Regions from separate parts of the Mus musculus genome. Here all the other regions are linked to region 3. Evidence: chromatin contacts called from public HiChIP or PLAC-seq data. All regions are on one chromosome and are shown on one strand. Each heading gives the region's core, a stretch centred on a gene start, on an enhancer-like site or on the middle of the called end of the contact. The rest is flanking DNA. Distances are from core to core; before and after follow the strand shown.

Region 1 (6,809 bases), core at 1,765-4,264, 750 kb before region 3:
CTGATTAGTTCTTTGTGGCAAAAACAAAAAACAAAAACAAAAAAACAGATTGGGTTTTTGGTTCTAAAGAATATGACCTAGGCCTATATTTGTTTACTTTATCTTCACTTGGGGGTAACCCCAGGCACCTGTCCTAACAGAGTGAATCAGTGCAAAGCAGTGGCAAGGAAGTCTCAGGCTGAGTGGATGGCTTCCCTACATAAACAAGACCCTAGTTCCCCCTCCCCAGGACAGATATCTTCAGTTTGAATTCTCAGCCTAAACATGCTCAGGTCTAGAGAAAGATAGATGGAAACTGGGTATTTGTGTGGCTGTATGAGACTGGTGAGCTGCACTCTAGCCATTCTCGTGACAACTAAAGGAAAACTTGATGTTTGCTGTTTTGCAGTAATTAGACATAGCATTGCTTTGCTTCTCTGGATAGTGATTGTCCAGTGGAGACTGTACATCCCAAGGGCCATTTTATTGGGCAGATAGTTCTCTTGGTGTGGACAATGGGTAGAGTGCTGAAATGAAGTTCTTTGGTTTGCAGAGGCTGCTTGTACCAAGGGCAGATAGAACAGAGCCTCTAAGAACAGAAACAGTTCTTACAAAGACCCAGGAAAACTTTCAGGAGTTAGTGCTGGGCAGGAGACAGCGACTCTGATCCTTTCTCAGAGTCAGTATTCTGGGCAGGACACTGGAGGACAGATTCCCTTGTGCAAACTGCTTGAAAGGGTACAGTGGATTTATTGAGGGCAGCAGCTTGGCTGATGAGTGTCAGAATTATTTGGGGAACTTAAGAATATTCTGGTGTTACTTGGACGGTTTGGGCCTGACAGGTTGCTTCTAAAGGCACCTCAAGAAGTTATGCTGCTGCTGTGTGCTGGGTGTGGACTGCAGTCCAAGATAAAACACGGACACGCAGTCAGGGCCACCCCTGAGCTGCTCAGCCGTCTCTCTTCCCAATTTGTCTAAAATATGGAGCACTTGATCCGGGCAGAGGCTGTATCTGGAGTACAGGCCCTGCTCAAGAGGGTGGTGGCTAGCCAGAGAGCTTATTTGTGCAGAGCCCTGGTAAACATCACCTGACAAGACAGGAGCACTGGCCTGTCACCAAGTGGGTGCTCCTTGAATACTGCATAGACCAGCGGTTCTCAACCTTCCCAATGCTGGGACCCTTCAATACAGTTCCTTATGTTGTGGTGACTCCCAGCTATAAAATTATTTTCTTTGCTACCTCATAACTGTAATTTTGCTACGGTTATGAATCGTAATATAAATATCTTTGGAGACAGGTTTGTAAAGGGGGTCTTGATATACAAAGTGAGACCCACTGGAATAGAAGAACAAAATTCAGACTGTTTCCTCCAGCACTTAGATTTCCTTAAATTCACATTTATAAGTTAGTCTTCACAGTTAATCCTATTAGGAACAAAAAGTAAATGAACATATTTCTGCTTTTCCTGCACATAATACAGTTGTATTTTAATTCTTGACTCGCATAGTCCATGACTTGAGTTTTCTGAAGGGGTGACAGGCAGGCTGTATTTTTGGATCACCTGCCACTGCTAGCTGATTTGCATCTCTATTGGTTTGGGTTTTGTTTGTTTTGTTTTTGAGACAGGGTCTTATGTAGTCCGTTCCTGTCTCAAACTTCCTGTATTGCTCAGGGCAACCTTGGATTCTTGATCCTCCTGCCTCTACCTCTCAAGTGCTGGGATAGCAAGCTTAGGCTGCCATGGCTAACAACTTTTGTTTTAAATCCTGTCAGCCACCTGGAAGACAGACACCTTATTATAATGTCCCATTTGCAGGCAAGGACACAAAGGCCAACAAACTTTGACAAGTCACTAGGAAGATCCAGACCCCGAACTTGTCAAGAACAGTGTGCGAGCAAAGCTTCTGGAGTTTCCCTGCTGGATGGACGAAGTCTGCACACTGATCCTAGAGTGAGCCATAGCATCCCAGCGGTGGTGATGTGACGGGGCAGGGCTGCGGAGACAGAGGAGAACCCTCCCATCTCCCAGATGCCACTTATGTCGAAAGGCCCGATGCTAGGTGCTCTTTACTGTCACTCATCAAATTAGAAAATGCAGAGAAAAATATTAGCGCAATCTCTACTCTAAACCATTATTTCCATCGTATCCTTGTACAATAGAGTAAATGAAGCACACAGCCTGATTGTATGGAAAGGTACTAAGAACTAAACCAATGGTGGTAACCATTTGCAAAGGCTGGCCCACACTAGTCACCCAGCTCCCTTCAAGTCTCCTGACCGTGTGGGCCTGGACGGGTCTGAAGCAACCAGGCAGAGGTTCACATTTCAGTAGGTACAAGGGGTTTCCATGGCTGCCAAACCCCTCCCCACTCATCCCAGCTCAGATTGTCTGCGACAGTTCAAAGAAAGGACTTTGGAGTCTGACCATAGCCCAGCTGTTTTCCGCTGGGTGGAGCCAGCTGAGAGTCCTCTAGTCTTGGCTGTGGGGGCTTCCAGGTACCACTTGGGGAGAGGACTCAAGTAAGACAAGTGACTTGGCTTTGATGAGGTGTGTTGCGTTCAGGTGCTGGATGTCCAGACGTGCATCTGTCTAGCCACCTGGTGCACATATACAATGTCAGGTCGGTGGTCAGGGTCAGGGTAGATACACATACTGACCAGTTCCCGAAGCTGCAAGGAAAGAATTCTGTTAGTCTTAAAGTGCACCTCAGATGGTGCTGTTGTCCCTTCAAGTGAACAATGCTTTTCAGGATAAGTTACATGGTCACACAGATCCCATGTATGCATGCCTGTCTAGTTCCAAAGGCGATGCTTTGAGACCCTGAGAATTTTACCCTCAAATAATCTTCAGTTTTCAACTGTGCACATGTATGTCCGCTGTCAGTCACACAAAAGCCCAAACCAGAGAAAACTCAAGGAAAGGGCTTATTGATCATAATAAATGCATTAACATGCAGCAAGGCTACAGTCTGCACACCCCCTGGCCTCTTCATTGTGCTCATGAAAGACACGCTTTTAATTATCCAGACACTGAAGGCTTTGCCCGCCAGGGTGGGGGAGGGGCGCCTTAAGCCTCTGATCCCTTTCGTTCTGATAGCCGGAGTGCTAGTTATTTTAATGGTAATTAAAATAATGACCTTAAAAAGCCCGGGTCTTAAACGTGCAACACTGGGCTGGCTGCAACATTTTTCATCTGAGTGCCTGCTGCCCAGGGTGCTGTGGTCACCAGTAAAAGGAGAGAGGGGGGAAGTCCTGGACCGGTGAGAAGGGCCCAGGCATGTTCCAGAGGCCCTGGAGCTGCAGCATCCACCTCAGAACAGGGTGTCTATCCTGAACTTCCAAAGCTGGGCTGCCTTAACTGGCCCATTTTGTGATCCTACTGCTGTGCAAAACACTGGAATCCATAAGCTGATGGAGATGGTGTGTGCAGCATGTCTGGAGTCCGAGATCATCTACAGACAGTGGTTTCTGAAGCTGATCTGGAAGGGAACCATGGCTGACCCATCCCGTTAAAATTTGAAAACCAGGTCAAGATGAAGTCTACCCCATGATCACTTAGAAGCAGTCAAAAAGAGAAACAACAAAAAATAAGAAAATAATACAACATGATAATAACTTTAAAAGTGGGGTATGTTTAGGAACAGACCCTGTGCTCAGTAGCAGGATCTGGAGCTGCTGCCTGCTAGGGGCATGTCTAATGAGCTAGAATGGCTGCCTAGGACATAAAGCTAAGGGCTCTGGGGTCTTCATTGCTGCCTTGCAACTGATGTGGGGTGGGTGGTGCCCATTGGCAGACTGGCACAGGAGCACTGAACTGATTAGAGCCAAGTCACATGTCTTCTAGTAGTGCAGAGATTCTAGTTTAAACAAGGAAAGGAACGAGCCAGTCAGCAACAAGCTTTGTGACGAATGTAACCTGTTCTTTCCTGCCAGCTTGTTCTCCAGACCACAGATACTTTCTTTCCCAGAATGGCTACTGAGAACTCTTCAAGCCACTGGAGCTGATGGGGGAAGAGAGGAGTGATGTACAATTCTCTTTACCCTATGACCTCCCCACCTCAGGGGTGGCAGTCTGCACAGGTGAGGCCAGTGGGCCTGGAGGCTGGCTTGGAGCCTGCATGGTTCTGCCTAGGCTTTGTCCCCACCCACAGGTACTGCTTGTAAGCCTCTCCTCATCTGGATGATGGACTTCCTTGGTGCAGTGGTTCTCAGCCTTCCTAATGCTACAACCCTTTAATACAGAGTTCTTTATGTGGTGACCCCAAGCATAAAACTATTTTATTGCTACTTCATAATTGAAATTTTAATATTGTTCTGAACTCTAAATATCTGATATGCAGGATATCTGATATGTGATCCCTGTGAAATGGTCATTTGACACCCGCCGTGCCCCCCCCACACCCCAGGGGTTGAGACCCACAGGCTGAGAGCTGGTGCCTTAGTGAATTATGACTCAGTGGCCTAGGGTCCTGCACAGTGGCCCAGGAAGACCTTAGACTCTCACCTTTAGCATCCACTGTCAACAAGACATCACAGATGATGTTTAGCAAACATTTACATGGAGCTGTGTTACTTACAATTGCTACTTTTGATGGTGGTGGTAGATGGTGGCCGGGCTCTATTATTAAACATGTCACATGCATTAATCCTTTATCTTAAACTTGGACAGGAGATTCTACTTTTGTCCCCATGTTAGAGATGAGGAAACTGAGTCTCAAGGCAGTGAAGGAAGTATATTGATCTATCATATGCCTGTACCCTGTACCACTACTGTGCCATGAGACCTGTCACCTACCCTTCATAGTTTATTCATGAGGGAGATATAATTTAGCCCATTTAAAAAATAATGGTTCTTGGAGGAGCTAGAGAAAGTACCCAAGGAGCTAAAGGGATCTTCAACCCTATAGGGGGAACAACATTATGAACTAACCAGTACCCCTGAGCTCTTGACTCTAGCTGCATATGTATCAAAAGATGGCCTAGTCGGCCATCACTGGAAAGAGAGGCCCATTGGACACGCAGACTTTGTGTGCCCCGGTACAGGGGAACGCCAGGGCCAAAGGGGGGGAGTGGGTGGGTAGGGGAGTGGGGGTGGGTGGGTAAGGGGGACTTTTGGTATAGCATTGGAAATGTAAATGAGCTAAATACCTAATTAAAAAAAAAAAAAAATAATGGTTCTGTGGATGAGCTTCACACAGCCAGGAACTGTCCAGGGCCCCTGCACCCAGCATAAAATATGAAAGTCTAAATTCCAGAGTTACAGGCCTATTAACACAGAGCAGACCAACCAACCAATGAGCCCAAGGTGCCCACCTCTGACCTCCCTGGTACTCGGTTCCACTAGCCTGGCAATACGTCTTAGGACATCTGTGTGCTGCTGCATCCCGCAAGCTTCAGGCACTTGAGAACCACCCCTCCTGGAAGTACACCAGGACCAGCCCCAGCTTGCTCACCTTCTCAGAGTAGTGCTCTCCCGGGAGAGGCGGGTAGTCACACTGCTCAATCTTTTGGCAGAGGGAGAAGAGATTCATCTTATCTCCATAGAAGGGGCTCTGGAGAGCTGCCATCTACAATGAAGGAATACAAAGACTCAGACATTAGCCTCAAAAGTCTAAAAGGATTTCAGAAGCCAGAGAGCCACTGGTTAGTTCCCCATTGCAGTGAGTGTCCTGTGGGCTTCTTCCTAGGCTACATCCCCACATCCCCAGCTCACTCAGGGCCCCTTTCCCAAGAACTGGCTGCTCACCAGACTCTGGGCCTGACAGTCAGTATCTCTGTCTCTGTCTCTGTCTCTCTCTCTCTCTTCCTTTTTATATTTGTGCATGTGTGTGTGGTTCAGGGGACAGCTAGCCTTGGCATTATTCCTCAGGAACACTGTCCTTTGAGATAGGGTCTCTCATTGACATGGAACTTGTCAAGTAGGTGGGCTAAGCTGGCTGCCAGTGAACCTCAGGGATGAGCCTGCCTCCACCTCCCCTAGTACACATTTGTACCACATGGCTGTTTCAGGACTCTGGGAATTCTAACTCGAGTCCTTATGCACACAGGCACACACTTTCCAACTGAGCTCCTCCAGCCCATCTTTATGTCTTTGAGGCTCTTACTTTGTATCCCAGGCTACCCTGTAACTAATAATGTAGCTCAAGCCGGCTTGGATTTCTGTTATCCTCTTGCCACAGACTCTTGAGTGCTTGGATTATAGGCAAGTGCTACCATACCTGGCTCTCACCAACTTCTCTAAAGAACAGCTGGAATACTATTCTTGGGAACTTGTCTGCCTGAATGATAAAGTGCCAGGGTGGAGAGAAGCTGGGCCCTACAGTTGGCTGTCTGGCACTGTTACGTTAGAGGCTCCAGCCTACAGGGTGTGGCAAGGTTCAGACACCACCCTGGGCACCTTGAAGAGAGGCAGGCTGATGGGCACTGGTGAGGGACAGGAGTGTTGGGAACAGTGGTCCTACTATTTTTTCATCCAAGGTCTCCCTAAAGTACCCAGATTACCCTCTCAGTGTTCAAGGCACTTGGGGAAAGCCTCAGAGAAGGTCTGCAGGAGGATGGACATAGCCCAGCATAGCACCAGAGGGCCCCAGATGCTGATAGATCCATAGTAAGATTCAAGTGTTTCCTGTGACTCGTGCTCACTGATGCATCCTGACATATGACAGCCAATCCTTCCTGCTAGTGAAGGGCAACTGGGTATTTATGCCCCACACCCCTAGTCTGAGTGTTTGACTCTACCTACTGAGGTGCCAGGCTGCACCCCACTTCATAATAAGACTGCAGTAACCTATTGGAAAGTATACAGAGGCCCCACCCACACTGAGGCCCC
Region 2 (6,140 bases), core at 2,633-5,132, 860 kb before region 3:
TAGGACCAAGCACTCGGGGGAGAGGCCTAAGCCATCCTCTGTTCCAGACTGGACATCCACTGTCTTTCCTGCTTTCGCGTCAGATTTACAGCTTATGCTAGGCCCACCCAACTGGACAAGGCTGTCTCCTGTCTTCTACTACCCTGGCTCAGCCCCCACCTCTGCCCCTGAAATGCGTGCTCCCACCAAGGCCAGAGACCCACAGCCCCAAGACAAGAAGTGCCCTTATAAACCCCTGCAGCCCTGCAGCCCTGAAATAAATTTTGCAATTAGTTTCCAGTAGCATTTGTGAATTTGCATTCTGAATCGAGGTGTAGTCCCTGGGGTAGGTTCTGGGTGGTGGTGAGGGTTTGCCTGCCACCAAAACGTGTTCAGCTCAAACCTCTGGGAAGGGGCACTGTTGAAATGGCTCAGAAGGTAAAGGTGCTTGCAGGCCTGGTGAAGGAGAGAACAGACTCCCAGAAGTTGTCGTCTGACCTACGTGCAACACACACACACACACACACACACACACACACACACTTAGAACCTGCACAAGACCAAGCCACTCAACATTCCAGCGGAACTCACGTATCCCCTACTCTTACTGTCAATGGCTTCTGGGGGCAAGAGAGTCAGATGTCTTCAGGGATGTGATTCTAACCCATTCTCCAGTGCTCCATTGGAAGGCCCTGCAGCCATGTACACACAGGCTTCACTAAATGGACTCAGCAGATTAAGAACATGACTTAAGGAAGTTGGGAGGGGGGGATATGGAGAGAGTCCTGGAAACTGAGCAGTGGGAGATGGATTCTATCTAAATACAGTGTATATATCTGAGTGTCTACATACATATCATACACATTGAAGATATTTTTAAAAATGAGGCGGGAGACAGTTGGAGAGCCCAGGGTGGGGAGACAGCAGGTGCTACTAGGCTTTGGGCCCCACCCCAAGCCTGGGGCTCAAGTATACACAAACCCTGGGAGATACTGTGACTTCTGGGGTCTCCTCTCAACTCACCTGGTCATACCAGTTCTGCCCCATACTGAAAGTGCATCCATTTCATGAACACCTCGCAAACACCCTCCCTCAGCTCCAGCAGAGGAGGGGGGGTTGGGGGGGTGTTCAGTGTGGGGATCCAGATTCCAACCTGGCTCTCCCTTTCTACCGTCCTCAGTCCCCACCCTTGCCGACGAAGCCTGCTAGGTGGCAGCACTGAGCTTGATCAACACCTGAGTGTTCCAGCACCTCAGGTCCCCTTGGATCTGCTCTCCCAGGCCATCTTTGTAGGTTCTCCACATTCGCGCAGCTGAGGCGGTGCTCAACCACTGCCCCACCCACTGTAACCAATGCGACTAACCTAGGGCCACACTTGGTCCACCCAGGGTTTCTAAAACAATTAGAAAAAGGGTACCTCCTTTAGGGGGAGGTGGCAGAAAAATGTTCTTCTCCTGCTTTGTCCCAAGGCAATGCCCAGGCTTAAAGAAAACGGTCTTAATTAACCAGATGATACGATGTGGCCCCTTATGTAATTGAACCACAAATAAGAAAGTCGTTGATTCAGCTCACAGGAGAAGGGTCAAATTGGGTTTTTAAGGATGCCTAGGAATTTACCAGCTTAACAGAAACAAAGACAGCCCAGATAGAACAGTGTGGCAATAAAAAGAAAGAGGGTGGCGCCAGCTGACTGCGTGTGGCTGGAGCATAGAGGGTGTGGGAGGAAGAAGAGATATGTAGGATGGAAAGGCCTGGAAAGAGCCCCTTAGTCCTGCCCCCTGATCCCCAAACCTTTATGACTGGAACAGGGGCCTTCTGCAAGGGAAGGGATTCAGAGCGCATGGAAATGCAGCTAGCTATGGGCCACCAAGGGCCTGGTTCTTTCTACCTCCTCACACACCCCCTGGGCCCCGAGTCATGGGCCATGGGTCCTGCCAGGGCTGAGCATGTATGCTGCTGATACTTAACAAAGTCCACCTGCTCCAGAGGGAATGGACAACTGGCCCAGCCTTTCCTCCTCCTGGGCCTGCGTTCCCAGTGAAAGGCAGGGGCTCTGCTGTCTTCTCTCTTGTGAATCTCTGGCCTCTCCACCCAGGCAGAGCCTTCAATGCCTTGAACACAGCTTCCTCTGCCTACAGCCCTACATGTCTCAGGTCATAGCTGACCTTCTCTGCGTATTTACTGGGTGCAGGGTAGTTGCTGTGCCCCAAACTAGCATAGGACTGTATCATAAGGTCTTCTGAGAGAGAGCCTGTTATCCCCCATTCTGCAAATGACAGACAGGGAGGGCTTCAAGTTCTTCCACATCGTAGGTCCCCAGAAACAAATGCCTGGAGACCTGGACTTGCATAGGTGAGCCAATGCTCTCCAGGAATTGTGTCCCAGTTGCAACCCACATAGGGTTCAGGGAGGAAGCCACCAAAGCCCAGGGACTGTCTGTGCCTCTCTGGCTCTTGGGGGTTCCTCACTCACCCTGCCCTTTTGTCTCACTTGTCCTGTGCACACCCTGACCCAGCTCTGTAGCCCCAAAGGAGGCAGGCTGGATGGTGTTGGGGATCCGACTGGTGGCTGCACGGTGAGGTAGTGCCCTGGCCTGTTTTCAGTTGACTTCCATGCCGGTTCCTCCTCAGTGAGACAACCAATCCCTCACTCCTGAGTGAAGCCCAGCTACCTGTGAGCAGCCATGCCTCACACCTCCAGAAATCAGTGCCCAGGTGCCCACACCTGCTGCTCATGAGCTTAGACTGGCAGCAGGGAAGCCCCAGGCCTGTGCCTACACAGTTAGGACTAAGTCAATCTCCCAGCAGAGTGGGGATCTATAGCCTCAGGCCAGGGACACTGCCACTGCTGAATAGGCTGACTGCTGGGCAGAAGAGATGACTCAGGGACTAAAAGCACTTGCCACAAACCCGGATGACTTAAACTTTATGCCCAGAGCCTACATGGTGAAAGGGGAGAATTGAGTCATGTAAGCTGTTCCCTGACCTCCACATCCCAGCACATGCACACACACAAGACAATTTTTTTTTAAGTGCTAACAAAAACTAGCAAGCCTAGTGGCAAGGCAGAATCCCAAAGTCAAACTGACAGCTTCTCTGCTCCCGCTCCTCTCAGACGGCCCTGTCCATCTACCCCTTCCTGGCCAGGAAGACAACCTCTCCGTGTGTGTGTGTGTGTGTGTGTGTGTGTGTGTGTGTGTGTGTGTGTGTGTGTGTGTTGGGGGTGGCATAGGCAGAAAGCTTCAACACCTGGTTTATTATCAGGCACTGATGGGCGCCTCTGGAAAGTGGAAGGAACTAAGACAAACAGAAGGACCAGCCGGTCTGGTCCAGAGCTGCTTTTCTCTCACGTGGAGCTGCCTGCTGTACATTTCAGTCTGGGTTTCCGTTGATGAGCTGAGGTCTTCTGGCCACTGAGCTCCTGAAAGGCTGGGAGGAAAACCCTGCACATACGTGCCTTTTAGACCCCTGTAGGAAAGTGCAAGGGCTCTCTTTGGGCAGAGCTGGCAGGGATGGCCAAGATTAGGGAGGGTCTGGGAACAGAGACTTGGGGGAAAACTCTGCCACCCCAGCCTGCCTGCCCCTCATGGTCTCCCTGAGACAGTTTCTCTACAGTCAGAGCACCTGCATGCACCTACTGTCCCCAGAGCTTTCGGAAAGGACGCATGGCCAGCAGCCACCCCTCGCCGGAACCTTTGCCCAGGTTGCCTGAGTGCGTGGTTGGGAGGAGCTGGGGGCAAGAAGCAGGGATCGTCGGGCAGAGTAGGGGTCGGGAAAGTGGGGCCGAAGTGGAAGCGGCTTCGTTGCTACGAGCAGCCCTAGCAACGCACCCATTCAGCAGAGACAAAGGCACAGAGGCGCTGCAGTGGCTCTTGTTCTCGCAGACGGTTGTGCTTGCGGGTGGGGGCGGGGTGGAGGGGGGGGTTGGGCCTGTCGGGTGAGGGGCAGCTGCGCGCTCTGATCTTGCCTAGCCCTGCGCCCCTGATCTGCCTGCAGGGGGCGCTTCGGCCCCTTTTAGCGGACCAGAAGCTGAACATTCAAGGCTGCCTGCCACAAACCTTGGTCTGTGGATCACACCCCTATGACTATTGCTACATCTCAGATGCCGCATCTGTACAGGTAAGCCTGGTTCCTGCTACGCCACTGGCTGCCTTAGTCGCAGCTCCTCTGGATGCTTGGCCTCCTCTGCACACTTCGAGGAAAGCAGCCTCCCCTGACTGGTGGACCAGAATCAGCACCGGCCTGGGGTTGGGCACTGAGCCTAATCCCAGCAAGAGTTCCAAAAACAGGCCTCTCTTTCAGCCAGCCATGGGTATAGTTTGAGACTAGGCAGCGCTGATCTAAGATTGGTTCTTGTATGGTTGAGTCTCAAATTATTTTCATCTTGGAGCAGTGTGGGAGTGGAGGGATGAGGGAGTCTGCCCAGGAAGAGAAGTACCTGAAGTCTTAAACACTGTCAGCTCCACAGCCTAAAAAAGAGAACAGGAAAGATAGGTCCCTTTTCCTGTCCCCTGTCCCCTGGGAGCTCCTGGCCCTTCCCAAGAGGCCTTGGCTTTTAGGTCTGTCAGCCTACAGCTCTAGCTTTCCAGTGCAGAGGACAAGGTCCCTGCAGTCAGTGCTCACCAACCTTGTCCTAGCCTTTGCTGTGTCCCCAACCCTGCCATTACACTAGCTGGTCCCTTGTTCTATCTAGCCTTATGGGTCTTCTGGGTTCTGTAATGGAAGAGAAGGCTGAGGGAATCCTGGGTCTATGGGTCCCTAAAAGGGGGAAATATTTGGTGAACTGTGCACAGGCTAAGACATTGGACCCCCACTATCAGACACCCTAAAAATCTGCTCAGAACTTTACTCTCAGATTAGTGGTGAGGAAATTGAGGCCCACCCAGCTCTCGTATCAGGGGCTCAGGCACACTTCCTCTCCTTACCCCCCTACCCTGGGCTAGGAACCCTAGACAGGAGTTCTAAGTAGACCCCACCTCTGGTTGGTCACCCAACTGTTCTCCAAGGTCTCAGTTTCTTTGTCTTTCTAGTAGGCTTATAGAGTCTGCTGCTGTTCTCCTAGCTCTGGCTGAGTGATGGAGAAATCAAGGCAGCAGGAAACACTAGGCATGGAGATAGAGATTGTACCTCTCAGAGCAACAGATCTTCTCTGAGAATCCCAGACTCGGGCATTCTCCTGGGCCATGACCCAGGGACATGAAGCCTGTAGGTCACAAGGGCCAGAGAGTGTCTGAAAGAAGAGGTGTTGTGCTTGGCCCTGTCCATCTGGCCCCAGGGCCCCCTCACCCTTGGCCAGGTGCACCTGCTCTGCCCTGAGCACCTCGGCTGCCTTCTTCTCTGTCATCCTCCGTAGTGTGTTCTGCACCTGTGGGGGAGCACAGGTCAGGCCTTGACCTTCCCTAGAGCCCAACAGGTGGGTCCACCCTTGACTCTGTGAGAAGTAGGAGTAGGGACCCCAGTCTACCCTCCCTTGGTTTTTTTCCCCCCACAGTATGCTCACCATACTCACCTCTCCATTGTAAGCAGCGTAGACAAGGAAGATGTATGGGCCCTGTGGACAGGCCTCGTATCACTAAGAAGGAACACCCACCTGCTCTGTGGTCTGACCTCCCACTTTCCTTGGATCAAGAGCCCAGGACCACATTCAGTAGATACACTGAGGGACGTCAAGAGGCAGAAGGACTCAAAGCCTGCCTTGCCCTCCCGCTAGCCCTTTACTCTGCGGCCCATAAAGTCTCTTATTTCCTTCAGAGATTGAGTGTGAAGGGCTCAGCATTCAGGGCTAGGGCAGAGCTGACTCCTCTCCACATGTGTCGGGACCAGCAGGGCCTTGGCACTCACAAAGTACCAAGATAGTGCTGTATTTGGTCCCAAGATAGTGCTGTCCAAAAGGTCAGACTTGAACTGAGCCTAGAACTAGAGCCTGGAACTTACTCAGACACCATGTGACAGCATAAAAGGCAGCTTTCTGTTCAAGCCCAAGGCCAAGAGCAGAGGGCATTGGACTCCTAGGTCTTCCAGCCTTTGGGCCTCTGGTCTCCAGGCATAATGGATTGACATCCTAACACTAAACCCAGAGCCAGCCTGTCCCTTCTGCACCTCAGCATTGCCTTCTCCATGAGTCTCCTTTTCATACTGCACACCAGCAAACAAAGGCATCTT
Region 3 (6,293 bases), core at 847-3,346:
TATTAGCTGGGATTTTAAACTCTGCTGAGGCTCTGGATGGTAGACTCTGACACAGATAGGAATGTATTCCAGGGTCCAGGAATTTTAAAACAAGTTCTCCATCCATTTGTTCCTAGACATTGGGGGAAAAAAAAAAAAAGATCCACTCCCCTGTCTAACAAACCCAACTCTTTCTTTAACAGACACACTGGGGAAATTTTGGGATATTTCATATCTAAGCTTCCTAATGCTTCCATACCTGCATTCCACTAAAGGAATAGAAAAGAAAGAAAGAGAAAGGTTCTTGCTCTGGGAAATAGCCCTAGAGCTCAGCCTGATAAGTTAAGATACCTCTAGGTTAAGGTCGTTCCTGGCTTGACAGTGATGGCTCATGCCTTTAATCCCAACACTCAAGAGGTATAGGCAGCTGGATCTCTGAGTTTGAGGCCAGCCTGGTCTACAGATTTCCCTGACAGCCAGTAATACACACAGAGAAACTCTGTCTCAGAAAGGGAGAGCGGGGAGTTCCTGATTAGAAGCAAGCCAGGAATGTTACTAGTACTAAAGACAAATAACCCAAGTGATGAGAATAACCTGTTGATGCAGGTGCTTGGTTAAGGCCTCATTCATGGGTGGACATTTGTACTGTTGTTACCATAGGCAGGTCTATACCAGAAACCAGAAGTTGCTATGTGAACCCCTAACCCCACCACCACCGAAGACTGCCTCTCTTAGGGAAGAGAAGCAAGATGTACTGCTCTTAGGGGTGGGAAGAATGGAGAGCACTCAGGGAGAGCAGCTCTGAGGGTAGCAATATTCCATCAGGTGGGTGAGTGAGGGCTGATGTAGGACCAGTGTATGTTGAGGACATAGGCACATGCGAGATAGAGCAGCTGCTCTGAAGGATGGCAAACGTGAGCCACTGTGATATGGGCTAAGAGGTGAGGCCATGGGGATAAGGCCTGGGTCCTGACAGCTTGCTGAGCATAGGGGTATTTTTTTTTTCCAATTTTTCAAACAAGTTTTATTCCCATACAATCCTGAGACTTTACTTTTGCTTAAGATATACACAGGGAACATGATTCTTTAATGTGAACAATAACTTATGTCCTGGCTCCACCCCTTGGGTGGCTTCATGACTGGGTAATAGTGCCTCTAGCCTTAGCGTCTCTGTAGTGTTCCTGGCTGCTGTGAGCACAGGGATTTGATCAGTTCTCTTGGGCTGGGAAGTGAGAGATTATGGAGTTTTCTTATCTGTACCAATGCAAAATTAGGTGGAAGCTTTTGTTTTTATTTCCTATTGCTGTACTGTTTGGAGTGGACACTATTCCAGAGATGATAAATGAGTCTTGCTTTTGCTGAGCTGGCTCTGGCCCTTAATATACTGAACAAACTCTCACCAAGCAGGGCACAGACCTAGAGAAATGCAGGCAGCTTTTCAGACAGGCCTTCCCGTGGGGTTGAGGAGACTTCACGGTACATAGAGCTCCAGGATGTCAGGGAGCAACATCATGGGGGTTGGGAAAGCTGTGCCCTGGGCTCACAGAGCGTATGTCACCATCTGCCTTCCACTGCTCTGTGTGTGTTGTGTATCATGGAAAGTGTGTGCACTCGTGGGCATACCTGGGCTTGAATTGTGTCTGTGCCACCTGTTAGCTGTGAAGCTTGGTCTAGATGAGTCACTGAGCCTCATTGCCTTATCGTTTCTGCCTTTTTAAGCAAGGTTGCCTTCTCTGTAGCATTCTCGAGACCAGTTATCTGCTTAGCACCTAGCATGGACCTGGTGCACAGCATGTGCCAAGAGCCAGCAGCCCCTCCTGGTATCGAGGAACATCTGGAGGTCTTTCCTCTCACCTCACCACCAGTGAGACTCCTGGACAATGTCACCCAGGCACCCTCGATGGTGTCCCAGATGGCCATCAAGTGGAGGGAGCAGAAAGGCACCTGCCTCCTGCTTCTGTTTGGGTGAAGAATAGTACAGTCAGCAGAGCCCCCTGCCCCTGCCCAGCCACCAGCCGCATCTGGTACCCGACCTCCAACAGCCAATGGGATGCCACCTATTCAGGCCCTGCACCTGCACCAACTAAAAACAAAGGGCTCCCCTCCCCCTGGCCCTCGCCTGGGCCTCCTCCCTCCCCTGCCACTGTCCCCCAAGCTGGCTGGGTCACCCAGCCACCATGCAGTCTTCCCTCCCAGCTGCTTGGCTGCTTTTGTTCAGCATGTGAACTTCCCCGTCAGTGGAGCTCCTTGCACGGGAAGTAATCAGGAATCTTGACAAGGCTTCAAACCACAAATGCCACTACAAATTAACCAGCACCACTACAAAATACTACTCCTGTCAACATTGGAAAGAGTGCAGGGCTATTCAGAGCAGCCTGAGAGGCTTTCAGCACAGCACGCACGCGTGGAAGGCAGGGTATGGCAGAGAGCCCTCTCGAGACCACTTGCCCAGACCCTCTCTGCAAGTGCTGTACCTATCCTTCAGGACCACCTTCAGTCCCAGATGCCCTCTCATCCCTCGCACAGGTGGCACCTCAAGACAGCAAGCAGTGGGTATATGAAAACCACCCTGTAGGCAACAAACAGGCAAAGGCTGACGTGCATGCCAGGTGTCTGTCTTCCATTATGCTGTGAGGGAAGATGAGAGACTTCTGTTTCCCTGCCTATACAATAGGACCCTGGCAGAGCCTTTATCCCAGGCTGTTCAGCACCCCTGGCATGTTCTGGGTACCCCTAGCCCTTCAAGGGAGCTCCTAACCCCCTACTTCTCCTCTGCAGAGAGCCCCTTCCTACCATGTTGTGTGAGTGAACTCTCAGCAAGCAGATGGCCACTTTATCCTCAGCCATGAGGTCAGGGTCCTTCCTGTTCAGCATTTTTGCAAGACTATCCACCACACAAAAGCTTGTTACCTCTGCAAATGCTTTGGGTCCAAGAATCCCCCACTTCTTTCTCATGTCCTGCTGAGCCACTCAGGTCCAGAACACATCACCGGGGCCTGGTATGCTCCAGCTGGCCTGGCTGAAACTCTGAAGCAGAGACACGCATTTGATCCTCCCCAGCAAGCAGGATCAGCTCAGTCATGGCTGTGTAAAGAGAACTGGAAATAATGACAGGAGTTGGGGGACAGAAGAGAGCCATGCCTCTGAGAGCTGGTTGGGCATTTCAAAGGAAACACTCCACAAAAATATCACTTCAATACACTCCCCTTTGGAGGCATATCAAAAGAAGCCCTCTTTTATTTCCATACCTTGCATAATAGCAGATTTCCAGTCCCAAAGAGTAGCAGAGCCTTGCTCCTGGCCCAGAGACCCTTTGTAAAGCCATAGAAAGCTTTGTCTTCCCCTCCCAACAGGGTCTGCTTCACACACAGGTCAGAGTATTGATGTGAATACTAGCCAGGAAAATTAACCAGGTGAACTCTTCCCTCGTTAAATAGCAACAGAGTATAATTGTGAATTCTTTCACGCCTGCTCTGTTCCCAGCACATTCCCAGGACAAACTGAGAAGCCCAGGCCCCATCCAGCTTCCCCTCAGCCTCTTCGGTGGAGCCAATGGGGTCTGTAGAGGAGAAATGATGCAGATCACGAATGGCACAGAAATGATTGAGGTCATCTTTAGGACCATCCTTGGAGACCAGTTCTCACAGGCAACTGCCCTGTTAGTCATGCCCACCTTTTCTGTCAGAGGTTCCTCCCAGGGAAAGTTGTTTCTTCTCCCTCTCCCTTGCATACCCCAAGCTTGGTATACCCAGTCCTTGGGTTTGTCTTCTTTGACCTCAGTGACTACCCCACCTCCTAACTAACATTTCATATCCTTTTGCATCCGTTTTTTTCTCCACAGTGAAATGTGACTTTTACCTCATAAGGACATTAAAGGGTTAGTCCTAGAATGGTCATCCATTAAGGATGGAGGGATTTCATATGCATTCCTAAACACCCCCTATCCCAATGTAGACATCATAAAACTCCCCCTCCACAAGCAGCCAATAATTGTCTTAAGATGGTGACCCTCTTCTGCAGGCCTGTCTCCTGCTTCTCTGGGTGTCCCTATGCAAGACCTCAACTCCCCTCAGCTATATAACCCAAAGCAGGAGCCCTCACTCCCTGTAGAGGACTCTCTGAGGTAGCAAATGTGCCAGGTGGACAGGCAATGCCCATGACACATACAAGCTGCTCCCCAGACATCCGAGATGCCCCTCCTTTCTCATGTATACTAAGCTGCCTGCCCCCTGTCCAAATCAGTGCCTAGCAGATAAACATTTTCCATCCCATAGCCATGCACAGGGTGCCCACTCATCCATGCCGCCCAGGTAATTAAGTTGATATTCTAACGCCACTTCCCCCCTGACCTTTTAGAAACAATGTATTTTGCTGCATCAACAAATTAACTGCAAATCAGATGCTGTCCTTGTAAATGTGGATTTCTTATCCAATGAGCATACTTACCTGGCCCACACAGCTGACAGAAAAATATCCAGGGCCAGGCCAAGACTGACAAAGGCCACAGAGTCCTGCTCTTCTCTGGGACCTCTATGCCAATCACACTTTCAGACCTCCCTACTCTTGTGCTCACATCTTCCAGAGGTCCAGGACTAGAATTTGGACAGACCTCCATGACTAAAGAGGAGCATTTGGCTTCCTATCCATTTTATGCTCCAAGAACACTAACGTTTCTTGTGTTCTGACTGCATCCCTCCCACTAGATTGGAAGAAAAACTACCCTTCATAGCCCAACTCTCAAGGCTTTCTTGTATTTGACTCCCTCCAGTCCCTCCAAGTCTAAGCCTGCCACATCTGCATACTCAGCCTCAATCTCCTCTTCCTGGAGCATTGCAGCCTCCCCTGTACCATGCACCCAAAATCTCTACCACTCACATCTGGTAAAAAGAATGGTTCCTCTGCACCTGTGCTAACCGTGGCATCCCTGTGTCCCCCTGCCTTGTGATTGACCCCTCTACTCTAGGCCCATCCTCCCATGGATCCTGCAACTAGTACAATCTGGTGAATGATTGGAAACGAAGGGAAAGACAATGGTCACCTGTTGCCAATGTTTTCTCTTAAGGCACACATCCCTAACATGGATGGGATAAGGGGGTTCCAGATGACTTGGGAAACTCAGTTGGACCAGAACAGAACAGTCATTGGACTAAGAGTGTCTGCCTTGATTCTTGCTGCTATGTGATCTTATACCAGTAATGTAACCTCTTTGAGCCTCTGTTTCCTGTCTTTAAACTAGAAATAAACGTTCTAACTTGCTTCATCAGGAACTAGGGGGCTCAAAAGGCAGAACCAAGATAGAAATTCTTTAATTATGTCTAAAGTCCAGTGTCCTTCAGCAGAGCCTGCCTAGTTGACAGCACATACCTTGAAAAACCAAGATTCTTGTGTCCCCAGAATTTTTCTGGAAAGACATGAGAATATGACAGGAATATACAATTGGGTGACCCTGTCTCACCCTCAAGACTCCACTCTGAGCCGCCCATGGCTCTAATTGTGCTCTTGGAATGCATACAACAGTGGCCTGATAGAGGAGTTGTTTGCAGCTCCAGAGTGGTCAGCTGAGACCTAACACATACCCATGCACAGAGCCCAATTCTGACTGCCCAGCAGAGCTGTGAAGATGAGAGTCCTCTTAACCCAAAGACTTTTTCCCTGATGGAAGTCAGATCTCACTGGAGTATCCACTGCTGGAGGGAATGTACTGTCTTGTTCTTCCATGAGCCTTAGCCCTACATAGTTGTTCCATCAGCATCCAGATAAAGAGCCCTTCCAATGTGTGGTCTTTGGGAAGGCGGGTATGCTGTGCTAACTGACCTTCAGGACCTCAAGCCCCCACCCTTCTTACCATAGCCCAGCTCAGGAAGTGCCAAGTGCACCATTAACAAACCAGTGATCCCCATAGCTTATGTAACTGCATGTCCATCATCAAGAGTGTGAAGGTTCACATACAGTGTGATTGCTGCGCCCCACTTGGCCCTGTTCTGCCTCCCATTGTGCCTATGAGAATGTGAACTTGAAATTAAGAGGCCTGAGCCTACACTGCTTCCAAATCTTGTTCCATACCAGTAGGAGCACTTAGTAGATCTGCCTCTCACTTTTGTTCCTTGTGAGCAGGTCCCACTGTGGCTCTGTACCGTAAGCCACAGGGAGCCACAGCTGGTGGAGCAGGGGTTCTGAGAGCTGCAGTTCATGGTAATGACTGTCACTAACCCTGCCCAGCTCTTCAGTCTCCTTGAGCCCCAACTCATGCTGCTCGTGAGCCATGTTCCCTCAATCCATGGTAGGCTTCCCACTGATGCTGCCTTCTGGACAGC
Region 4 (6,745 bases), core at 4,163-6,662, 570 kb before region 3:
CCCCTCGCTCCCTTTAATTCCCCTTGTCTGTTCTAGGACTTGGGGTGGTGCATAAAGATCTCAACCTTCAGTAAATTTTCTAGTTCTTTTTCATCTAGCTCTGTGTTCTAGAAGGTATGTTCCATAACCCTACATGTGTACATGAGTGTGTGTGTGTGTTATCGTGTATTGTGTTTGTGTTTGCTTGTTTGGGGCACACAATTGTGTGCATGTGGAGGACTGAGGTCAATGTTGAGATTTTTTTCCCTTGATCTTGCCTCTATCTTATACTTTGAGTTGGGGGTCTTTCACTCAAACACAGATCTTCCTAATTTAGCTTGTTTGATAGCTATGCAACCCAAGATCTCTTGCATCCATCCTTCAAGGCTGGAATTCCAGGCAGACCATCACATCTTCTCATCATTCATGCAGGTGCTGAAGATCCAAACTCAAGTCTGCTTACTTTAGCCACTGAGCCATCTCTGCAGTTTCCAATGCTAATTTTAATCCTCCAATATTATCTCTGTCCCATGAATTACTTATTTCTGTGTAAAGCTATCTTTATTCTTTGCTGCCCTTGTATTAGCTTTGTCTGGCAGTGAACCCCAGGAATCCTCCTGTCCCCTCTTGCTCAGGGCTGAGATTACAGATGTGCACATACAAACCTGGCTTTTTTTTACATGGATGCTGGAAATCCAAAGTCAGGTCCTGATGTTGGCATGGCAAACACTTTACCAAGTAAACCATTTCAAGCTCCAACAGTTTTAAGTAAATTTAAGAAGGGTCCTGATTACAATCTTGTTAGAAACTGTGTTTAAAAGACGACTTTTCTTTGCTTTCTGTATCCATTTCTCCTTTGAATGAGGTAGAGTGGGCACCTTGCCCTTCCTTCATGTCAGAACTACCTACCTGAACGAATCTCAGAGGTTGTGTTTCTTGCTCAAGAATGCACAATCGGTACCTTCCAGGGAAATTTTAAGTACTAAGCAGGGCTAAGGATATGGTGAAATCCAGACAGGCTCAGGAGACAGAGTGCTCTGAATAGACACTTCTATTCAGAACACAGATGGCCAACAGTTTACAGAAACCTCCTTGCCTTCACAGAAATGTAAGTTCAAACAACAATGAGATACCAGCCCAGTTAAGAACAGCCATTATTAAAAAATGCTGCCTGGGTGTGGTGACACAGGCCCTTAGTACCAACACTCAGAAGGCAGAGTTGGGCAGATCTCTATGAGTTTGAGGCCAGCCTGGTCTATATAGCGAGTTCCCACCTAGCCGGGGCTAGCAAAGGCTACATAATGAGACCCTGTCTCAAAGAAAAAAAAATTGGTGGGGATGTGAGGGGAAGAACGATTTGTACACCTATGAGGACATTGGTACAGACACTATGGACAGTACTACAGAAATAGAAGTACCATGTGATGCAGCCACCCAGCTACTGATTTTGGTGCCAGCAGATCGGAGAGATGCCAGCACACCTGTGTTCAATATTGCTCTGTTCACAATGGCAAAGATCCAGAATCAGTCTAGATGCCATCAATGGATAAGTGAATAAAGAAAACATGTAGGTGTGATGAAACATCATTAGCTATATAAAAAAAAAAAGATGTTCTGTCATTTGCAGCAAATGTGCAGAACCGGAAGATATTATGTCACATGAAGAAAGTCAGTAAGTCAGATACAGAAAGACAAAATATTCTCCCTCATGTGTGGAGGCACTGTCAGGAGTGGTGATTCCTGGTGCTGGGAAGGTGGGGGAGGTAGAGAGATGTTAGACAATAGATCACAAAGCACAGACAAGAGGCTCAAGTTTCAGCCTCTATGGCAGGCACATTGGGGCAATTACAGTTCACAGTGACCTGCTACTGACTGAGGAGTCATGTTGGAGACAGACAGGTCCCAGCCCCTGATGTGATGATGACACAGCCGTTGTTGGAGTATCACACCCTTCCCCATAACATGAACACTTAAATAGTAATTACTAGTAACAATTGAAATTTAAAACTTTAAGGATATGAAACGGAAGAAAGTATTTGTAATCTTATATTTCACAAAGGGTATGTTTCCAAAATGTATTTTTAAAAATGCTTCACTCAAAAATGGAAAGTCAAAGATTGGGTAAACAATTTGAATAGACATATTTTCGTGGAAAACTCACATGCCAGGTGTGGTAGAACACACCTGTCACCCAGCACTGGGGACACTGAATCGTGAGGACCAGCAGCTTGAGACTAGCCTAAGATGCATAGCAAGTGTCCGGCCATCCTGAATGACATGTCGTTGGGGTTTGTTTGTTTGCTTGTTTTTGCTTTTGTTTTGTTTTTAAAAGAAAACAATGACAAAAAAAAATGCAAAAGTGGGGTTTGAACATGGGTGCCTGTAATGCTACTACTTAGAAGATGGAGTCAGGAAGATAAGGAATTCCAGGTCATCCTCCTCTACACAGTCAGTTTTAGGCTAGCCTTAGATACAAAATATCAAACAAAATGAAACAAACAAACAACTGATTTAAAACAAACCAGCAAGGGCCAACGGGTAATAATTCAAAAGGATTTTTTTTTTTCATCAAAAGAAAGAGAAAAATTGGGCAGAAGTTAAAACAAAGCATGACACTTTCCTTCATGTCACCTCTTCACTGTGATCCAGTGCGAAGGGAGGACCCGGCCTGGTGAGAAGCAGTGACATCACCAGAGAGGACCGTGGCCTAAGGAAGAGAGCAGAGCCAGGACCAAGCTGTGAGTTCTCCCAACAGCTGCCTGTCCTTTAGAGCTACATAGGTCTTAAAGGAGAACCCCGGCTCCTCCAGGCTGAAGAGGACACCATCGGCTGTGGAGAAGCCCCACCCCTTGCTCACACCCACTCACCCCAGCCTCCCAAGAACAGGCCCTGCTTATAATCATAGCTACGTGTCATGAAAGGCAGCAGGAAAAAAATTATTATGAAAAACCTTAAGATACACAAAAATAGGATAGCATAATGAATCCCCGTGCCCTAGTTTTCACCACGGTGGTAGTTTTGCCAGTCTTGCTTCCTTTTTGAACCCCCACATCACCATGTGCTTACAATGCAGCACTGAACCCTCACAGCAAGCCTGTGCGGTATACCACTCTCCCATTTAGCTCCAGTAACTGAGACCTTCAGTCATTTGCCTGAGGAAGTCCAGCATTGTTAGAAGTCAAACACAGGTCTGCCTGATTCCAGGTCCTGTGCTTCTGTACCGTCCTCAGCAAACGAAGAGTGGTGAAGGATGATCAGAGCCCACACCCGGAAGCGCCAGACCTTGCCTGGCTCTCCTGTCACCCCGCAGTCAGAGGTGGGGCCAGACAGCCATCTTGGAATGTGTATTGATCCAGGGAGACCGGATATAGTGGAGCCTGGAGTGCTACCACCTCAGGCTTGACCTTGAGGGAGCCTCCTTTCATCACATGGGAATGAGACTGTACCTCAAGGGGTCAATGGAGAGTTTCAATGACATAAGTGAGGAAGGTGCCTGGCACACAGTAGTGCTCCACAAATGGCAGCCACGAGTTCATTGTCTAAGGTCAGGAACCGCATGTTGACTTTTTTTTGGGGGGGGGGGTACGTTGTGGAATCAAAGCTGAGGAGCTGGGCAGAGGAGAAACAGCAAAACCCAATAGCTTGGTTACAGTAGAGCTAACTAGAAGCCCAATGCTGGACTGGCTTCAGGTCCCAGCATGAGAGAGAGAGAGAGAGAGAGAGAGAGAGAGAGAGAATGAACAAGAGTGAGAGAGAGAACAAGAGTAAGAGAGAGAGGAGAGGAGAGGGAAAAGGGAGAGGGGAGAGGAGGGAGACAGACAAGAGAGAGACACACATACACAGAGAGACACAGAGAGAAGACTTTCTCCTCCTCCTCCTCCTCCTCCTCCTCCTCCTCCTCCTCCTCCTCCTCCTCCTCCTTCTTCTTTGTAATGTCTCAATAGCTGTAACATCACAGGGAGAGACTGGGTGTTTCCATGGGGCTCCACAGCAGGATGGAATAGTGATACGTAAAAAGTGTCTGCCAGCCGCAAGTCCAACATGGGCTGGCCCTAGGACTTACTCTGACAAACAGGAGACAGGAAGCTAAGGCATAAGTCATCTTCAGCTTCTGTTGCTTCATCCCCACAATGTTCCATGTTATAGCCAGGCCTGTGTTGTGGAACCAGAGGACTGTTCATGCTGAGCCAGGCCCAGCCCACAGCATACTCACCGACAACCTCATGCAGTCCCACAGGTCTCAAAGCATGGCAGAAGCCACCTAGCCAGCCCATGGGAGCCACTAGGTATCTAACACTTCTTGTTTGAATGACATGGGAACCGAGGGGCTCAGTACAGGTAATCCATATACCTAGAAGGTGGCAGGAGCAATGGGGTCTGGATTTAGCTCAAGCTATTCTCGCACAGGGTATCACCTCTACCATTCAATCTTCACATAAGCCAAGACTGACAGGGTAGTTCAGTAGGCATCTCTCAGAAGAGAGAGAGAGAGAGAGAGCGCTGATATCTTTAGGGCTGGAGTTTCTCTCCATCCTGTGCAGAACCCCCATCTGAGTGTGGTAGTGGCATGGTTCTGAATGCAGAATGTGAGTGGTCTCAATAATCTGTGTATGTCACCTGGGTGTGTCTGTGTCTGTGACCCTATGGCATATTACCATAATACCATGGTAATGTAGCCTCTGGTGATTTATGTTTATGGGGTATGTGTGTGTAGGGGGGGGGGGTGTCATGATGGCATGTGTTTATGTGAGAAATATGTAGAGTGTGCATCAGGGATACATATGTGAGGTGTGAAGTCTGTTCTGGTCTGTACCAGGGGTATGGTGTATGTGGAAGTCTGTGGGTGTTGAGTATATAGGGTGTGGTATGCACCTTTCAGATGTGCATGTATGAAGTATATGGTTTATATTGTGTGTTTGTGTATGGGTGTATTATGTGAGATATATGACTCATGTGTGTGTATCTGCATATGTGTGAGATGGGGGGTAGGCAGTGTAGGTGGGTGTTGAGGGTGTTGAGTGTGGAGAGATGTGTTGCGTACTGTGTTGCTGTGTATGGTGTGTATGCTTGTGTTGATATGTGTTTGTGTAAGGGATGTGGTGTATATGGAGGTCCTTGAGTGTTGAATGTGAGAGGGTGTGGCTTGAACTGTGTGTATATGTGTGATGTGTATGTGTGGGGTGTGGGGCTCATGTTAGTATGTGTGTGAGGGGTGTCGTACACGTGGAAGTCTCCAAGAAATGAATGTAAAAGGGTGGAGCATGCATGGTTCACGTTGGTGTGTGAGGTGTTTATGGCTTGAAGCATCGTGTGTGCAACAAGAGAGGAGCCCCGCTGACTGATGGTCTCGGGCGAGTGTTCGTTCCTTGCATCCCAGAATCTTGCTGACACTGATCTGGGCCTGGGAACGTCTTTCCTGAATAAACATGATGTCATTTCCATTCCATTCAGCCTGCGCCGGGACAGCTGCTGTCAGCATCACTGAGGGAAATGCCACCTCGGCCCTGACAGCTGCCACTTGGCACACTTTGTAGAAAGCTTCTCTGGGAAGAAAAAAAAAAAAAAAAAAAAAAAAAACCCCAGCCAGTCATGCAGATGCTATTTAAAGTATGTTGCATCCTGATGAGCCTCGTGGAAGAAGCTAAGTACGCTGAGGGACTGTGGAACCTGGGCTGGGCAGGGAGGTGGGGAGCAAGGCACATGCTCATAGGTCGGGGGGAAAGCTGTCCCTACCTCCCATTTTACAGATGAGCAAACTAGAGTTGAGAGAGGGCAGGGGCTTGTCTGGGACCAAAGAGTAGGTCTCTGACAGAGCACATGGGCAGAGTGTGATGACCAAGACCTTTAAGTCGAACAGAACTTGCTACCAATGGAGAAACTTAGACCCAAAATGGAGGGAAGGTTGGCCCAAGGCCATGCAGATCGCCTCAAAGCTGGGGTAGGAGCTGCTCCATCATCTTAAACACGTGGACATCCTCTGTCTTGTATACAACAGGCGCTAAGCAGGTGCAGATGATGTGATAGTTCATCTTCATGGCCAGCAGACTGGATTTGGAATTGCTTAGGAGACACACTTCTGTGTCTGTCTCTGAGGGATTTTTCAGAAGGTTTGATGGAGGCGGGAAGACCCATGCGGGTGGCTCCATTCTTTGGACCAGGGTCCTGGGCTGAATAGAAAGGAAGCCTCAGCAGTGAGAATGGTTACTGACACAGATGGCTCCTTTATGGTGGCTGTCCCCTGCCATGGCACCAGAGTGCACATCTGCCATCAAATTCAGTGCAGGATTCAGTAAAGTTGGTGAGACAGGGAGCACCTCCTTCTATAACAGGCTGCGTGTGAGATAGCTTCGAACTGTGGGCTAGTGTAGGTGTCTGAGTATGCTTCAGGTGAGCCCAGCTAACTTGACAAATCTCTTTGGCAAAATATCTCAGAAAATACCTTGAGAGAGGAAGGATTTATCTTGGCTCAGTTACAGTTGGGTAACTTGCTCCATTGTTTCATGAGGATAGCACATTGCTATGAACGCCCCTGCTCCCTCCCCATAGCCTGGGACTCAAAGGGAGTGTGACTACAACATTGGGAAGGGGCCTGTGTGTCTTATAAATTTCAGCTGATTTACAGCTTCTTGAATCTGACTAGCCTGCCTCCTCCCTCAGGGTGGATGGTGGGTGGTAGGTGGTGGAATGTTTCAATTCGGAGGAAATTGCTACCAGACAAACACCATGGCAGAAGGGCCAGAGCGAGGGAAAGCTGCTTGCGTCCTGG

What was found. HiChIP or PLAC-seq counts read pairs in DNA pulled down with a chosen protein or histone mark.
Region 1: a contact with region 3 is called in an H3K4me3 HiChIP or PLAC-seq map of embryonic basal ganglia, with 6 times the contacts expected there. The contact joins two enhancer-like sites. A contact is called at or near these places in 3 of 484 Hi-C or Micro-C datasets (olfactory sensory neurons, uterus and ventral hippocampal neurons), 1 of 115 datasets of contacts at active chromatin or transcription factors (embryonic basal ganglia) and 1 of 9 other capture datasets (embryonic stem cells).
Region 2: a contact with region 3 is called in an H3K4me3 HiChIP or PLAC-seq map of embryonic basal ganglia, with 6 times the contacts expected there. The contact joins two enhancer-like sites. A contact is called at or near these places in 1 of 484 Hi-C or Micro-C datasets (nephron progenitors), 1 of 115 datasets of contacts at active chromatin or transcription factors (embryonic basal ganglia) and 1 of 9 other capture datasets (embryonic stem cells).
Region 4: a contact with region 3 is called in an H3K4me3 HiChIP or PLAC-seq map of embryonic basal ganglia, with 4 times the contacts expected there. The contact joins two enhancer-like sites. A contact is called at or near these places in 6 of 484 Hi-C or Micro-C datasets (the C10 cell line, cochlea, cumulus cells and 3 more), 1 of 115 datasets of contacts at active chromatin or transcription factors (embryonic basal ganglia) and 1 of 9 other capture datasets (embryonic stem cells).

What each region holds. Positions count from the first base shown.
Region 1 is chr2:38,581,121-38,587,929 of GRCm38.p6, reverse strand. It overlaps Nek6 (NIMA (never in mitosis gene a)-related expressed kinase 6), which reads right to left. Exons shown (of 10, transcript NM_021606.3): 9 at 5,434-5,547; 10 at 440-2,650. The coding sequence ends at 2,540. Among named protein-coding and RNA genes, the nearest start is that of Gm35808, 51 kb to the right of the region's middle. Within about 2 kb of position 3,014, at least 33 of the 459 cell types and tissues checked have an H3K27ac peak or open chromatin away from gene starts, as enhancers often do. A contact at or near this core is called in embryonic basal ganglia, where this site is marked.
Region 2 is chr2:38,686,798-38,692,937 of GRCm38.p6, reverse strand. Nr5a1 (nuclear receptor subfamily 5, group A, member 1) reads left to right here. Exons shown (of 7, transcript NM_139051.3): 7 at 1-278. It also overlaps the pseudogene Adgrd2-ps. Among named protein-coding and RNA genes, the nearest start is that of Gm36744, 18 kb to the right of the region's middle. Within about 2 kb of position 3,882, at least 76 of the 459 cell types and tissues checked have an H3K27ac peak or open chromatin away from gene starts, as enhancers often do. A contact at or near this core is called in embryonic basal ganglia, where this site is marked.
Region 3 is chr2:37,825,929-37,832,221 of GRCm38.p6, reverse strand. All of the region lies in intron 19 of Dennd1a (DENN/MADD domain containing 1A), which reads left to right. Among named protein-coding and RNA genes, the nearest start is that of Crb2, 53 kb to the right of the region's middle. Within about 2 kb of position 2,096, at least 24 of the 459 cell types and tissues checked have an H3K27ac peak or open chromatin away from gene starts, as enhancers often do. A contact at or near this core is called in embryonic basal ganglia, where this site is marked.
Region 4 is chr2:38,394,093-38,400,837 of GRCm38.p6, reverse strand. No RefSeq gene overlaps it. Among named protein-coding and RNA genes, the nearest start is that of Gm13584, 29 kb to the right of the region's middle. Within about 2 kb of position 5,412, at least 19 of the 459 cell types and tissues checked have an H3K27ac peak or open chromatin away from gene starts, as enhancers often do. A contact at or near this core is called in embryonic basal ganglia, where this site is marked.